Regions from separate parts of the Mus musculus genome. Here all the other regions are linked to region 3. Evidence: chromatin contacts called from public HiChIP or PLAC-seq data. All regions are on one chromosome and are shown on one strand. Each heading gives the region's core, a stretch centred on a gene start, on an enhancer-like site or on the middle of the called end of the contact. The rest is flanking DNA. Distances are from core to core; before and after follow the strand shown. Region 1 overlaps Rptor (regulatory associated protein of MTOR, complex 1). Region 2 overlaps Tbc1d16 (TBC1 domain family, member 16). Region 3 has its middle 6.1 kb from the start of Gm39484. Region 4 overlaps Baiap2 (brain-specific angiogenesis inhibitor 1-associated protein 2).

The links. HiChIP or PLAC-seq counts read pairs in DNA pulled down with a chosen protein or histone mark.
Region 1: an H3K27ac HiChIP or PLAC-seq map of the NIH/3T3 cell line shows a contact between it and region 3, with 6 times the contacts expected there. The contact joins two enhancer-like sites. A contact is called at or near these places in 3 of 39 promoter capture datasets (the C10 cell line, liver and pre-B cells), 8 of 484 Hi-C or Micro-C datasets (the HPC-7 cell line, bone marrow-derived macrophages, cerebellar granule neurons and 5 more), 23 of 115 datasets of contacts at active chromatin or transcription factors (the NIH/3T3 cell line, SST interneurons, T-cell acute lymphoblastic leukemia and 18 more) and 4 of 9 other capture datasets (adipose tissue, embryonic stem cells, liver and 1 more).
Region 2: a contact with region 3 is called in an HNF4G HiChIP or PLAC-seq map of pancreatic cancer cells. The contact joins two enhancer-like sites. A contact is called at or near these places in 1 of 484 Hi-C or Micro-C datasets (cerebellum) and 1 of 115 datasets of contacts at active chromatin or transcription factors (pancreatic cancer cells).
Region 4: an HNF4G HiChIP or PLAC-seq map of pancreatic cancer cells shows a contact between it and region 3. The contact joins two enhancer-like sites. A contact is called at or near these places in 1 of 15 datasets of contacts at CTCF or cohesin (large pre-B cells), 14 of 484 Hi-C or Micro-C datasets (the G1E-ER4 cell line, the MNK3 cell line, bone marrow-derived macrophages and 9 more), 5 of 115 datasets of contacts at active chromatin or transcription factors (embryonic basal ganglia, large pre-B cells, pancreatic cancer cells and 1 more) and 2 of 9 other capture datasets (adipose tissue and liver).

Annotation. Positions count from the first base shown.
Region 1 is chr11:119,862,147-119,865,221 of GRCm38.p6, reverse strand. All of the region lies in intron 20 of Rptor (regulatory associated protein of MTOR, complex 1), which reads right to left. Among named protein-coding and RNA genes, the nearest start is that of Rptoros, 29 kb to the right of the region's middle. Within about 2 kb of position 1,716, at least 167 of the 459 cell types and tissues checked have an H3K27ac peak or open chromatin away from gene starts, as enhancers often do. A contact at or near this core is called in the NIH/3T3 cell line, SST interneurons, cerebral cortex and 4 more, where this site is marked.
Region 2 is chr11:119,213,580-119,216,780 of GRCm38.p6, reverse strand. All of the region lies in intron 1 of Tbc1d16 (TBC1 domain family, member 16), which reads left to right. Among named protein-coding and RNA genes, the nearest start is that of Tbc1d16, 13 kb to the left of the region's middle. Within about 2 kb of position 1,625, at least 191 of the 459 cell types and tissues checked have an H3K27ac peak or open chromatin away from gene starts, as enhancers often do. A contact at or near this core is called in cerebellum and pancreatic cancer cells, where this site is marked.
Region 3 is chr11:119,515,557-119,518,655 of GRCm38.p6, reverse strand. No RefSeq gene overlaps it. Among named protein-coding and RNA genes, the nearest start is that of Gm39484, 6.1 kb to the left of the region's middle. Within about 2 kb of position 1,480, at least 70 of the 459 cell types and tissues checked have an H3K27ac peak or open chromatin away from gene starts, as enhancers often do. A contact at or near this core is called in the NIH/3T3 cell line, SST interneurons, cerebellum and 5 more, where this site is marked.
Region 4 is chr11:119,974,910-119,977,888 of GRCm38.p6, reverse strand. The region is part of intron 3 of Baiap2 (brain-specific angiogenesis inhibitor 1-associated protein 2); the gene reads right to left. Among named protein-coding and RNA genes, the nearest start is that of Gm11767, 33 kb to the right of the region's middle. Within about 2 kb of position 1,533, at least 111 of the 459 cell types and tissues checked have an H3K27ac peak or open chromatin away from gene starts, as enhancers often do. A contact at or near this core is called in pancreatic cancer cells, where this site is marked.

The sequences.
Region 1 (3,075 bases), core at 467-2,966, 350 kb before region 3:
TCTCTCTCTCTCACTCACTGACGCATACTAACACATGTACACAAACACACACATACACACTAACACACACTGACACATATACACAGACACACACAAAGTTAAAAAGAATTCTCTTAGTAAACAAGCTTTATCATACAGGTCTCATTCCCCCCATCCCTTTTTTGAAACAGACCTCATTGTATATCAAGGCTAGCTGGGACTCACTATATACATTAGGCTACCTTTGAATTACAGAAATCCACCTGCCTCTGTCTTCCATGTGCTGGGTACACCACCATGCCTGGCAGGCAGGTCTCATCTTTTGATGACAGGGCTTTCTAAAGGAAAATGGCTAAAAAATGGTCTGCACTCGGATAACTTTGTTGTTTAGAGAATACCACCTAGTTTCCCACGCATATCTCCTCCCTCGTTCTAGGTTCCTAGATGACAGCATGGCCAGATGTACAGTTTATGTGGGATGCACAGCTGTGGCCACTGCCCTCTCTACATGTACTTTGTTACTTGTTGAGCTCTGCTTGTCCACTCTCTAATGACTGCTGACTTGCGTGCTCATCTATAGATGGGAAGTGAATCCAACTTCCCTTCCATTAATCCTGGGCTGTGTAGGGCAAAGCCTGAGCCATGGCAGCTATGTATACCCACTCACTAAGAGGGTGCCGAGGTCAAGTGGGCTGCACCTCAGCTCCTGAATACAGAGCTTCTCTTTTGAGCTGAGTAAGGCATTTCTGCCTGTCACTGAGGGGCTAAGTCTTAAGACAGGAATTTAAAAAATAATTATTTAATTTAAAAAAATGGTGTGTGTGTATGTGGTGTGTGTGTGTGGTATGTATGGTGTGTGTGTGGTATGTGTGGTGTGTGTGTGTGAAGGTCTGTATGAGCACCATGTGCATGTAAGAACCGAGTGAAGTCAAAGGAGGATCCCTGGACCTGGAGTTATGCATCAGAGGTGCTGAGAACGGAACCCACATCTCCCGCAAGAGCACTGAGAGCTCCTAACCATTACGCCATGTGTCCAGCTGAGACAGGCATCTCTATAAGGCGACAACACAGGACTGCAAAGACTCGATGTCAGTAGTTCTAAGCCTCCAGTGAGCCCAGGAAGCAGTAAGTAGGAAGGCACATGTGCCAGGAGACCTAGGCCTGTGATAAGCCTGGATGTGGTGGAGGAATGTAGCTTGGGTTGCACAGTGGCAGGAAAATCCAAAGAAAGCAGCCTTCTCACTCCGTGCTCTCTCATGTGGCTACAACTCAGAAGTAGAGGACTGACATTTCAACTTAAAACTCTACAGTTCCAAACACTGGGCTAGATTTACAAGTAAAGTCTAAGAAAACTAGTACAATCAGCTTAGAATCTCTCTGGGTGAAATGTCCTCAGATCCGATTTCCAGCTCTGAGGTATGGAGTTGCTAAGCAGCAGCTGAGGAGAGGAGAAGGAGGTGGCTTCCAGTGTACTCTAGAGACAGGGCCACATGTTCTGCTTTCAGTTTCCCCTGAGAGACAGGGAACTGGCCACTCAGATGGAGTTGGCAGCGCCTCTCTAAGCGACAGCAAGTGCTCACACAGCTACCTCTGGTACTCTCAGGCATCCTCCTGGGGAGTGACACGCTGCTTCCTGCAAAGCTCAGTTGCCACGTGGCACCAAGCTGTAAGGGATCTATCTCGAAGCTTCTGGTGAACCGTGTTACTCAGATGTCGGACGGACTGACGTCACAGACTGGGGAGGGGCTGGTGCGTGACTAATGAGGGCTCAGGCCCTCCCTCCCTCCCTCAGCTTACTGACCAAACTCAGCAGACACTGAACAGAGTAGGTAGTCACAGGTGGAGTCCTAAAGCCCCTGTGGCCTCATGGGCTGGGGTGGCAGATACAGAATAAAGAACTCTGGGGAGTCCTTTAGAATCAGGAACCCCACAGAACACTGCCAGAAAAGTCTAACAATGTGCAGGACATGGAGAAAGGGAGACACTTGTAAATATTACTGTGTAGTTTAAAGCCTATTTCAATGACTGGGCTGACTGTGGATGTTGAGCTCTGTGTGACACCGTAGCAGAGAACACAACTCTAAGCTTTACCACCCTCTGACTGGGATGGGAGGCACAGTTGTTTTAGTGGAAAGGGAAGCTGTGGTTACAAATTACCTCTTGATTTCACATCAGCCCTGATTTGCCAGGAGTGATTCTCCCTGGCTCCTTGCCAAATCAACTGCCCTGTCTTAACATCTCCAAAATACAACCTGCCACCCTCACACACGGATCAGGGCCCATGGGACTGAGGTAAGGACACTGGGTTCTGCCTCAAAGCAGAGGCAGGAACTGGGCCTGGCCGGCAACTTGCTACTTGCTAAGCTCTAGAAGGGCTAAGGATCTATTTTCATGTCTAGACTAGAAGTAATAAAAGACCGTGATGTTCTAGGATTGATTTTCAGAGCAGTGGCCACAGCTTTCTGAATAGCATGTGGTGAAGTGCAGTCTCTCAGAGCTCTGCAGCTGTTTCTGAACCTCAGAGCCTTATTGGGAAAGGACTGTATAGACACGAGGCTGCGAGTCCTCATCTAGGGCTTGAAGAGCTGGCAGAGTGAGGTCAGGTCCTCTGATGATCTGGAAATGGCCAAGACTTCTGCCAGTCTTTAGAAACACAGGTCCCAGGGCTGGGGGAGTGGTGGCAGTGGCTGGCGGTGGTGGGTGGTGGTGGCTGCGTGTGTATGTGGCCATTGTATTTGTTCTTCCTTGTGCGCCTGTCATGGTGCTTCAGAGTAAATCTAGTTATACCTTCCCTTCTGAGTCTAAGCTGTCGGCCTAATGTATAGAACCTTTGGGGGGTGTTATACTGACCCACTGCTCTGGCCTCCTATCTCCAGTGACCCTGGAACATCTGCATGGTCTTTGTAGTTGACCCTCAGCATCCTCGTATGACCCACTAAGCTTTGGTCACCACAGCAGGGACTGTGTGTGATAGGTGAGCACTCCCCCACTGAGCTACATTCCTAGCATTAACTCTCTCCAGCAAGTCCCTGCTGGATTTCTCTCAGTTAGGGCAGACACATGTGTAGCCTCTGCCCCTTGGTGCACACTCAGGGC
Region 2 (3,201 bases), core at 376-2,875, 300 kb after region 3:
TTGAGCTTGCTCTCAGGGTTCAGTGACCACTGCAGAATTGGCCGCAGGCTGAAGCCCGAGTTCCACCTGCTCCTCCCTTCTTGCACCTGCTTCTTACTGAAATCCCACCCAGCCAGCTCCCAGACTTGCTGCCCACCCTTCTCTCTCTTCCCATGCTCCTCTCTGTTTTTATACCCTTTGGCCATTAGGGCTGAGTGGAGACCCTGGCACTGCTCTCTTGCAACATCAGACACCAACCGTAGGTTCACCCCTGCCTTGGGGACTTGGTGCTCCTGTTGGGGACTCCCTCTGGAGTCTTCCCGCACCCCTCTACTTGTGGAACTGAGCACACGTGATATGTGGAGGAGCTCGGTGTCTGACCAGGATCCTGGAAATATAATGTGAGGCTGCGTGCTAACCCACTCTGACTCCTGCTGGCCTGCTGCCATGTTCCTGCCCTGCTGCCACCTGGCAGGCTTCCCCGTGACAAATGGGTAAGAGGCCAGGGCACAGGATGCTGGTGGATCCTGTAGGCTGTTTTAGGCTGGTGGACTTGGGGAGGAGGGATTGGGACTGTGTGGTGGACAGAACCTTTGCCCCTAACCTCCAGTGGGCCTGCTCTCCGATGACAGGAAAGGCAGGTGGGAAGAAGGGCTCACTTGACCCCACCCCCAGTTCCGTCAGCCACTGCCACAGCAGTAGGAAGCTCAGATCTATGAGGGCCCCTTTAGCAGGGAACAGCTGCATCCTGAAGAGGTGGGGAGCCAGGGTGACTTGACCTTGGCGTCCAAGGGAATAATTCAATTATGGATAGGGTCCTAGTTTTCCCAGAGGGCCTCTAGATCACCAAAGACCGGAGGCTGTTCTTTGTCCCTGCTTTCTTGTTTGTGTAGAGGAGCCTATGACATCACAGATCAGCCTCTGTCTGGTCCCTGGCTTGGGAGGACACACCAAGGGACAATAGAGGATAGATACCCAACCAAGCCCTGTTTATGGGACAGGCAGGGTTTGCCATGACAGTAGGGGCTGTGGCGAGAAGCCAGAGCTTGGGTAAGGAGGGCTGCACTGTGAGACATGGCTGCCCAGCTGCACAAGTACCCTACAGAGTCTACAGTGTGCTTGGAGACAGCCCGGGAACACTAGCTCTGATCACCCAGTGCCGCTTGGACAGACGAACGCTGGGCTGCTGAGTGGGGAGCTCCCCAACCCCCACTCTTCATGCTCACGGTGTCCAGCAAGCGTTTCGAGGCGGAGCTGGAAACCTGGGCAGCTGACGTGTCTTTATTTGTGCAGCTGGAGAGGGATCAGAACAGATAAGAGCTCTGGGGGTGTGGTGTGTGCGGCACGCAGCGCGTGTGTGCCTCCGGTATTCGTGACCTGTGTGCCGCAGAGCTAGGTCTTGGGGGCTCCCTGCACATACAGAGAGGTTGGAGACCCCCACCCGCAGTGTTGATTGAGGACTGCCATTCTGTCCAGACTGGCCCTGGTGTGGTGCTGGCCACCCAGGCTGCTGAGTGTTGCCTGCCCTGCTCAGCTCTCTTTCTCTGGGTTCCTGCCAGCAGTTTTCCCCAGCTGGGGTTAGGGATGACTTATGGGCCCTGAGCAGAAAATTACTGTCAGAGCCAGAACCCCAGAGACAGGACCTAGGCAGGGCTTTGCTGGCTGCTGTGCCTCTCATTTGCTCTCCTCACCACAGGGTGGCAGGTATGGCAGCCAACACAGCAGAAGCCTTGGTGTGAGCAGGGAGCTGGGAAGAGACACTCAGAGAGGGCAAGGGAACAATCCTCACAGCCCCTCCCTCCCCACTGCCCCCTCCCCACAGCCCCTCCCTCCCCACTGCCCCCTCCCCACAGCCCCTCCCCCCCCACTGCCCCCTCCCCACAGCCCCTCCCTCCCCACTGCCCCCTCCCCACAGCCCCTCCCTCCCCACTGCCCCCTCCCCACAGCCCCTCCCTCCCCACAAACCCAGCTCACCCCTTCCCTGGGCAAGCTCTGGCCCTAGCTGGTTAGGGAAGAGCCCTGGGGTGGACCTGGAGTTCTAAATAGCTTCAGTCACTTCCCATAGCAGCAGAAGCAGGGTGTGTGTGCCTGGGGTTCCTGGTGAAGTCTCAGAGCCTGTATCTAGGGGAGGAGGCTGCTTGCAGGAGGCTCACTCTCAAGGCTTTGGAAACAAGCTGTGGTTTGCAGAAGGGTAAGGCCATATGCACCCGGCGAGAACTTCTGGGCTGGGTAACAGTCTCCCAGAGTCCTGCTGTTTCTGATTGGAGATGGGTTGTGTGTTGTTATGCGTCATTCATGGGTTTATTCATATGGTGGTGGTGACGGTGTAGAGAGGAGGCTAGTGGAGCTCCTGACCCCCTGCCTCTCCCTGAACTGCGCCTGTGACGACTTGAACCATTGGAGCGGTGGTAGTGAGATCCCTGGATCCTATGTGTGAATGCATACGTGTTCCTCAGGTGTGCAGCATGGATATGTCTGAAGGGCACCGATGAGAACATGGAACGTGTAGGTCCAGGGCCACAGCTAAGGGCCCCAAATATCTCAGCATTATGAAGTTATCGTTGATTTGCCCCTTTTTATCATTCACCCATAAAAACATTCACAGTAATAAAACCGCTATACATGTACACTCTAAACTGGAGGACAGTCAGCTCCCAGGCTTTGCCAGGTAGATATATGATAGATGAAAAGTGGCTCTTTGAACATTAAAGATATAAGAAAAAGCAAGATAAAAGATGAACTGCGCGGTTTGTGGCTTGAGGAGAATTCCGGGAACATGAAAAGAAGTCAGGAGTCGCAGAGACAGGCTCCCATCCATTTAGAAGTAAACGGGGGACTTCTGTCCTTCAGAGTAGGCGGTTCGTGGCAAACACCGGTAAGGTGGTGCCCAGCACAGGGTCCAACAGTCCTAGTCCGCTCTCTTTCTGTGTCGAAGACCATGACCAAAAAGGAAAGGGTTAATTTCCACTTCCACACACCTTTCAAAGTCAGGGCAGCAAATGCTTCCTGGCTGGCTCCTCCTGACTTGCTCGGTTTGCTTTCTTAGACCTGGAGGTAGCACCGCCCACCATGACCCTCCCACGCCAATCAATCAAGAAGACACGCCCACAGACATGCCCACAGGCCAATCTGACAGAGGCGGATTTTCCAGACACGCTAGGTTGGAGAAAGGTGACCAGAACTAAACAACCGAGGCAGGAGGATCTCGGACTCAAGGGCTGG
Region 3 (3,099 bases), core at 231-2,730:
TGCTGAATTGGCCCCACTGCTTGGCTACCCACCTATCAGACCATCACTGAAGCAATGGGGCAGAGTGCCCTGGTTTTTAAGGTCAGCAAATGTGGAACACTGACTGGGTCCATGCCCATGGATGGGAAACATGTATTTGAGGCATGTAAGTTGGTGGCATCTGTGAACTCTTATCTGTGTAAGGCCCCAGTTCTAGGCAGATACATCTTTCTGAGGCTGCCATCCAACCCCTTGCATGAGACATGGACACAGAGTAGCAGAGGAGGGAAGGGCTGGGAAGACACTGCAGGTGGCAAGAAAGGTTTGGGCTGGGCAGAGCTGGCTTATTCCACTGTGGAACTGTCTCCCATGGTTATCTGAACCCCCATGTCAGTTTGCCGTTACCTAACTCTCCCATGAGGTACCACAAAGGCACCATTCACCAGGGCTCTAGCTCTTTCTGCACCTTGAAACCTTGGATCTCTGTCCAGGAGGCAAAAGTCTTTCAGCCCTCCTCCCAGCAGGCCATTCTCTGAGGCCACAAGAGCAGCAGCAAGTCTCTTGATACCCATTGCAAATCCCTTCTCCTCTTCAAGTTCCCTCAGGTTCAAGCCAGTCCCTCCTTCCTAAATGCAAATGCTCTCCTCGGTGAACCTTCCAGATTCAGAGTCGAAACAGAAATGTGATGTCATTTCTCACTGCTCCCGCCTCACCTAGTGGCCGTCACCCTTAAAGGAGATGCCAATCCCACTTCAAGAGACTGGGTCTCTAGCTCAAGTGCCTCATCTCTTGTCTGTCCATTCTGTTTGTGGGCCCAGTCCCAGGACAGAATCATCCCTGTCAGGGCCACCTTGCCTGGCATGGTGCCTCCTAAGGACAGAGAAACCTTGGGGCTAGGCTGCCTTCATTAGCTCCCCAGGGCAGCCATGGGCATGACAACTCTCCAGGACACACCGTTTGCTCTATGAAAGCTGGAACTTTGGGCCTTTCCTTTTCCAAGAGAGCCTCTGATCTCTGGATATTCACACTACGACATCGAGGGCATGTTGGATCCTAGGGTCACAGCGCCTCATCTCTCATCTGTCCATTCTGCTATGGACTGGGAAGGCTGGTTTTGGATGGATGGATACCCCAGAAACTGTAGAATCTGGCTGAACCAATGGTGGGACTGGGGTGGGGCCTGAATTTTCTCTGGAGGTGACCAAGTCCCTAGTGCCCAGATGACTAGACCCAGGGTTTGACCATTTTCTGCCTTTAGCCTTCGTGACCCGGAGAGCCACTCCTGATCCTGCATAGGCAGAGGCCAGAGCTGTGAGAGACACCCTGCCTTGGCTCAGTGCCAGTATTACACTTGGGGGAAGGGGGGAGAAACAAAACAAAACCCCCAAACAAACTCAAATCCAAAAAACAAAAGGCAGCTGCCAGCAGAAGGGAGGCTGAGTAACAGCCGGGCTGAGTCATGGCAGGAGGAGGCATTTGGTATGAGCGGGAGAGTATTCGGCCAGCTAGGAGCAGCCTCCTTAGGCCTAGAGGGAAGGGGAGGAAGGGGAGGCCCACATGCTGCCCTCTCTGGACGTCTGAGGTACTAGTCAGCATCTCTATAGAACACAGAGTCTTCACAGGTCCACATGCTAGGGATGGCATGGGGCAGACCAGCTCCCCACCCCCGCCTTGCATCGGGAAGCTCGGGCCCAGGTGCCACCCAGACCTCCTCAGTCTTGCCTCAGCCCAGTCTTAGAGGTAACAGACATAAACCATTACAAGGTGGTTGTAGGAATGAAGAGAGCCGCCTCAAGCACACAAGCTCTGGCTGCAGGCCTTCGGACCTGGGGCACCTGATGGACACGCTGGCAAGGCTGCTGGCTGGCGCCCTGCTCTTTCCTTGACAACTTTCCCACAGTTCCTCCGTAATGCCCCTGGAGGACCTGCCTTACCATAACTCTCCAGGATGGATTCTGTTTACCTCTTCCTTGAGAACTGAGGTTCCTGGCTCTTCTGTAAGTCCTGAGTGCAGTAGACATGGCTTTGGGGATAGCCGGGAGAGAAGTGGATTTCTGACCCCAGCTAGTGTCCTGGCCAGAAGACTGGGCAGCCCCTCGCCCCTGTGGTTCCAGTTGCTGCCGGTGTGGCTAGGGACAGTTGGTAAAGAACCCTGCCCAGCACCGTGACCTCAACTAACACAGCACAAAGACTAGCCCTCAGGGAGCCTTGGGTGAGCCTGGTAGGGTGTGCCAGTGTGTCTTCACTGTACCACCCCCTAACAGACAAGTGTCTGTGTGCTGGTGACACCCTCATCCTACTGAAGCTTCAAGTTTGGGAGCTGGCAGATGTCTGAGGATGGTTTTCTGTCAGGCATTGGGAACCTGAAAGAAAGAAGTCACCCAAGACCACCCAGCCAGGTTTGCTGGGAAAGGCTAACCCTGCTCCATGAGATACCTCACCTCTCTTCCGAGGATGGGCAGGGACTCCACAAACTCATTGGCTTTACCCCACTCAGAACTCGTGTGGTCCCAGCCTCTCCTTCAGATGTGGTCTGCTCCCTGCTCGCTCTAGCGGGTGCCTGCCTCTCCCGCCCCCAAGCTCCCTGCGGGAAGGGGTTCCTATGGCACCCCTTCCCCCGCACACACTTAGCTCACTGGAAGCCATCTGCCCGGAGATGGTGGCAGCAGATGCCTCAATGCACAGCGGTGCCTGAAACATAGTCGGCCCAGTGCCCAATCAACCTGGGCCCGTCCCATCAGGGCAGGGGCTGTGGCCAGAGGCGTTTTTTTGCACAGTGAGGACAGGCAGGTCCTGGATCCAATGGCATTTCTAGGATATACATACCAAGTTGGTTTCCAGGCCTAGACTGGGAAAAAGAGCCCTTAGCCTCATCCCTGCCAAGGATGTCTGAAAGCCAAACCTACTTCTTCAGCCTCAGGAAGAGGGTAATGGAAGAGGAGCCAGACGTGAGACAGGACCTCTGTGGGCCACAGCACCTCCAAAGCATGGTGGTACACACCTGTAATTGGGAGCGGAGGCAGGAGTTCCCGGCCATGGGCAACAAAGGGAGACACTATCCCAGTACACAATGAAAAGATAAAAAGACAAGACTCGGGTTGAGCCTGGAGTCCTCTGGAC
Region 4 (2,979 bases), core at 284-2,783, 460 kb before region 3:
TTTTACCCAAGTGGAAAGCAGGTGACCACAGTGGGCTCAAACTCTGGCCTGGGCAGGGGAACCCACTGGAGTCCTTGGCAGCACTGCACTACTCTCTCAGCTTTGTAGTACATCCACTCTTCCTTTCTGAGGACAATGCCATACAACCAACTCTCAGAAGGCTACAGGGTCTACAAGAGGAGGGATGGGGCAGCAGCGACCAGACAAACTATGCACTTAGCTAGAAGTCTCTCTATAGGTTGGTGCTCTCTGACCACATTCTTTAGGCCCAGAATTATAAGTCAATGTCAAGACTGAACAGAAAACATTCCCCTACCCACAAAAGCAGCACATGCCAACTCAAGAAGAGTAGAAACTGGTATAATCAGGCAGTGATGCCCAAGGGTGTACCAAGTTTCTCACAGATTTTTGTTCAGGTGATGGGTGTCAGACCCCACAGGACAACAGTTACCATTCCACATGGGCTGTGTCAACCCTCAGACACAGAGCACAGTGTGTGGCTCAACTCAGAGCCCCCGCTGCGTAGCCTGTCCCCAGACCTTATGGGTATATACGGGGAGATGGGGGGAGGGGAGCACACTGAGACAAAGGCACAGAACAGGGTGTGTATGTGTCTGTGTGTGAGTGCACGCACGTGGAGTTCTGGGCTGGCTGCAAGCTGGTGCTGCGCAGGATCAGCCCACATGATGAAGTTTTAAACTGCATTTTACAAGCAGCTGCAGGAAGACATGTGCAGCGGAGCTTGGGCGTGCACAGCCGCAAGTACTAAACCCCTGGGGGGCCATGGCCACAGCATGCAGGAGAAGACTGGTACACCTACCCACCCTGAGCACCCCCTCTGCAGATGAGGGGACCTCTGGCCAGGGGCACTGACTTGTTCACTGGCCAGCAGGTGCCGAGGAGAGGTTGGGCCCTCGTGGCGGGCTCCATGGCCTCCCACCTTCTCCTTCTCTTGGAAGATCCTCCCAGGTGTACTGTGCTGACAGAAAAGCCTTACTTCATTTTATTTAAAAAAAGATATTAATTAATTAACTTATTTATTTTTGTTTTTTTTGAGACAGTGTTTCTTTGTGTAAAAGCCCAGCCTGTCCTGGAGCTCGCTTTATAGAGGCTGGCTTCGAACTTGGAGATCCGCCTGCCTAGGCTTCCCAAGTTCAGGGATTAAAGGTGTGTGCCATCACCACCTTACGGTTTTTATTTTTATTTATGGTGTTTGTGCACATGAGTGTAGGTACTCTTGGAGGCCAGAAGAGGTCGTCAGATCCCCTTAAGGAGAGTTATAGGCAGCTGTTTGCTGCTGACATGGGTGCCACCCAACCAAACTTGGGTCTTCTGTAACAACAGCATGCACTCTTAACCACTGAGCTGTCTCTCTAGCCCCAGGAAGAGGCTTTTAACCAGCCTCTGCCAGGGCCAAATCCACCCATACCCTGGGGACCTAGAGCTCTTAGGCCACAGCCCAGGTGGACCCTAAACTTGAAAAACCGGATCAGATTGGGAAAGAAGGCCCAGTGTGCCAGAGCAAACAGTGAATGAGGGAGGGTAAATCTTTGCAGACAGCTGCCACCTGATGAGCCTCTCCAGGGAGTGGAGTATCAACAGGGGTGACTGGCAGTAGGTGGCCCATCCCAGGGAGCTGACATGAGAGATCCTGGAGGGAGGGGCAGAAGCCCTAGGCACACCAAGGCAGTGAGTCAGCCTTAGCCCATCAGAGTGAAAAAAGCCTTAACTCAGGAGGGTGAGGATGGGGCTGGGACCAGGAGAGTTCCAGGCCCCAGAATATTTGGGAACTAATAGGAAGAGACCCTCCCCCACAAAGTACACGTGGGTCCCAGAGACAATATGTGACATTTGGGACAAAAGTATAAAAACACAGAGAAACATACCAGGAGACCACGCCCTCCTCAACTTCTACCAACTTACAGTGAGTCAAGTCGCTGAAAGGTCAGCCACCAGTGAGTCACACTGCATTTCACCCTAACGTCTCAGTTTTAAAGATTTCTGGTGCTATTAGTAACTTGGCTTCACATTTGGAGGGTTAGTGTGCAATTCGGTCCACGTGGAAATGTAACCCTTCTTGGGGGGAAGCACAGGGACTGAGGTACATTTACGATGTCCATCTGTGCTGCAGCAGAGGCTAGAGCCCCCCCCCCCCTCCTTTTTGTTTTTGTTTTGTTTGTTTTTCTGAGATAGGATCTCGAGTATTTCAGGCTAGCCTAAGGGTCAAACTCATTACATAGCTTTAGAGAGCCTTGAACTCCTGAGCCTCCTGCTTCTGCCTCCTGAGTACTGGGACCACAGGTGTGCACTACCACACCCAGCAGACTCCCTTTCCACACACAATACTCCATGGGTGGAGAGACCATGTACCTAGGCTGTTTGCCTGCTTTCTCTCGATGGCAAGTCATTTCCTTCACTGACATCTTCGGTTATTCTGGTGCATACTGCAGACCATCTCTCAGATATGTATATCTGAGAGCTGATATATCCAGTATATCCAGCTTTGTAGACTGATCAACTGTTGGATTCAGGACCTCCTATATATATATACACATACATACATACACACACACACACACACACACACACACACACACACACACACACACACACGTATATATAGTTCATTCTATACTTTCTGTTACTCTAAGCCCCAACTCCTGGTACCAACTTCTGTCCTCTGTAGTGTCACTATTGCTGTGATGAGGCATCATGCCCAAATGCAGTTCTGGGTTACTCTGGCTTACACTTCTACATCATCGAAGGAAGTCTAACCCTGAGTTCATTATCAAGTCAGGACAGAAACTAAAGCAAGCAGGAACCTGGAGGCAGGACTTGATGCAGAGGCCGTGGAGGAGTGTTACTTTTTGACTTGCTCTTCATAGCTTGGCCAGTCTGATTTCTTATAGAACCTTGACCATCACCACCCACAACGGGTTAGGCCCTCCCTTATCAATCCCTAATCTAAACAAACTGCTC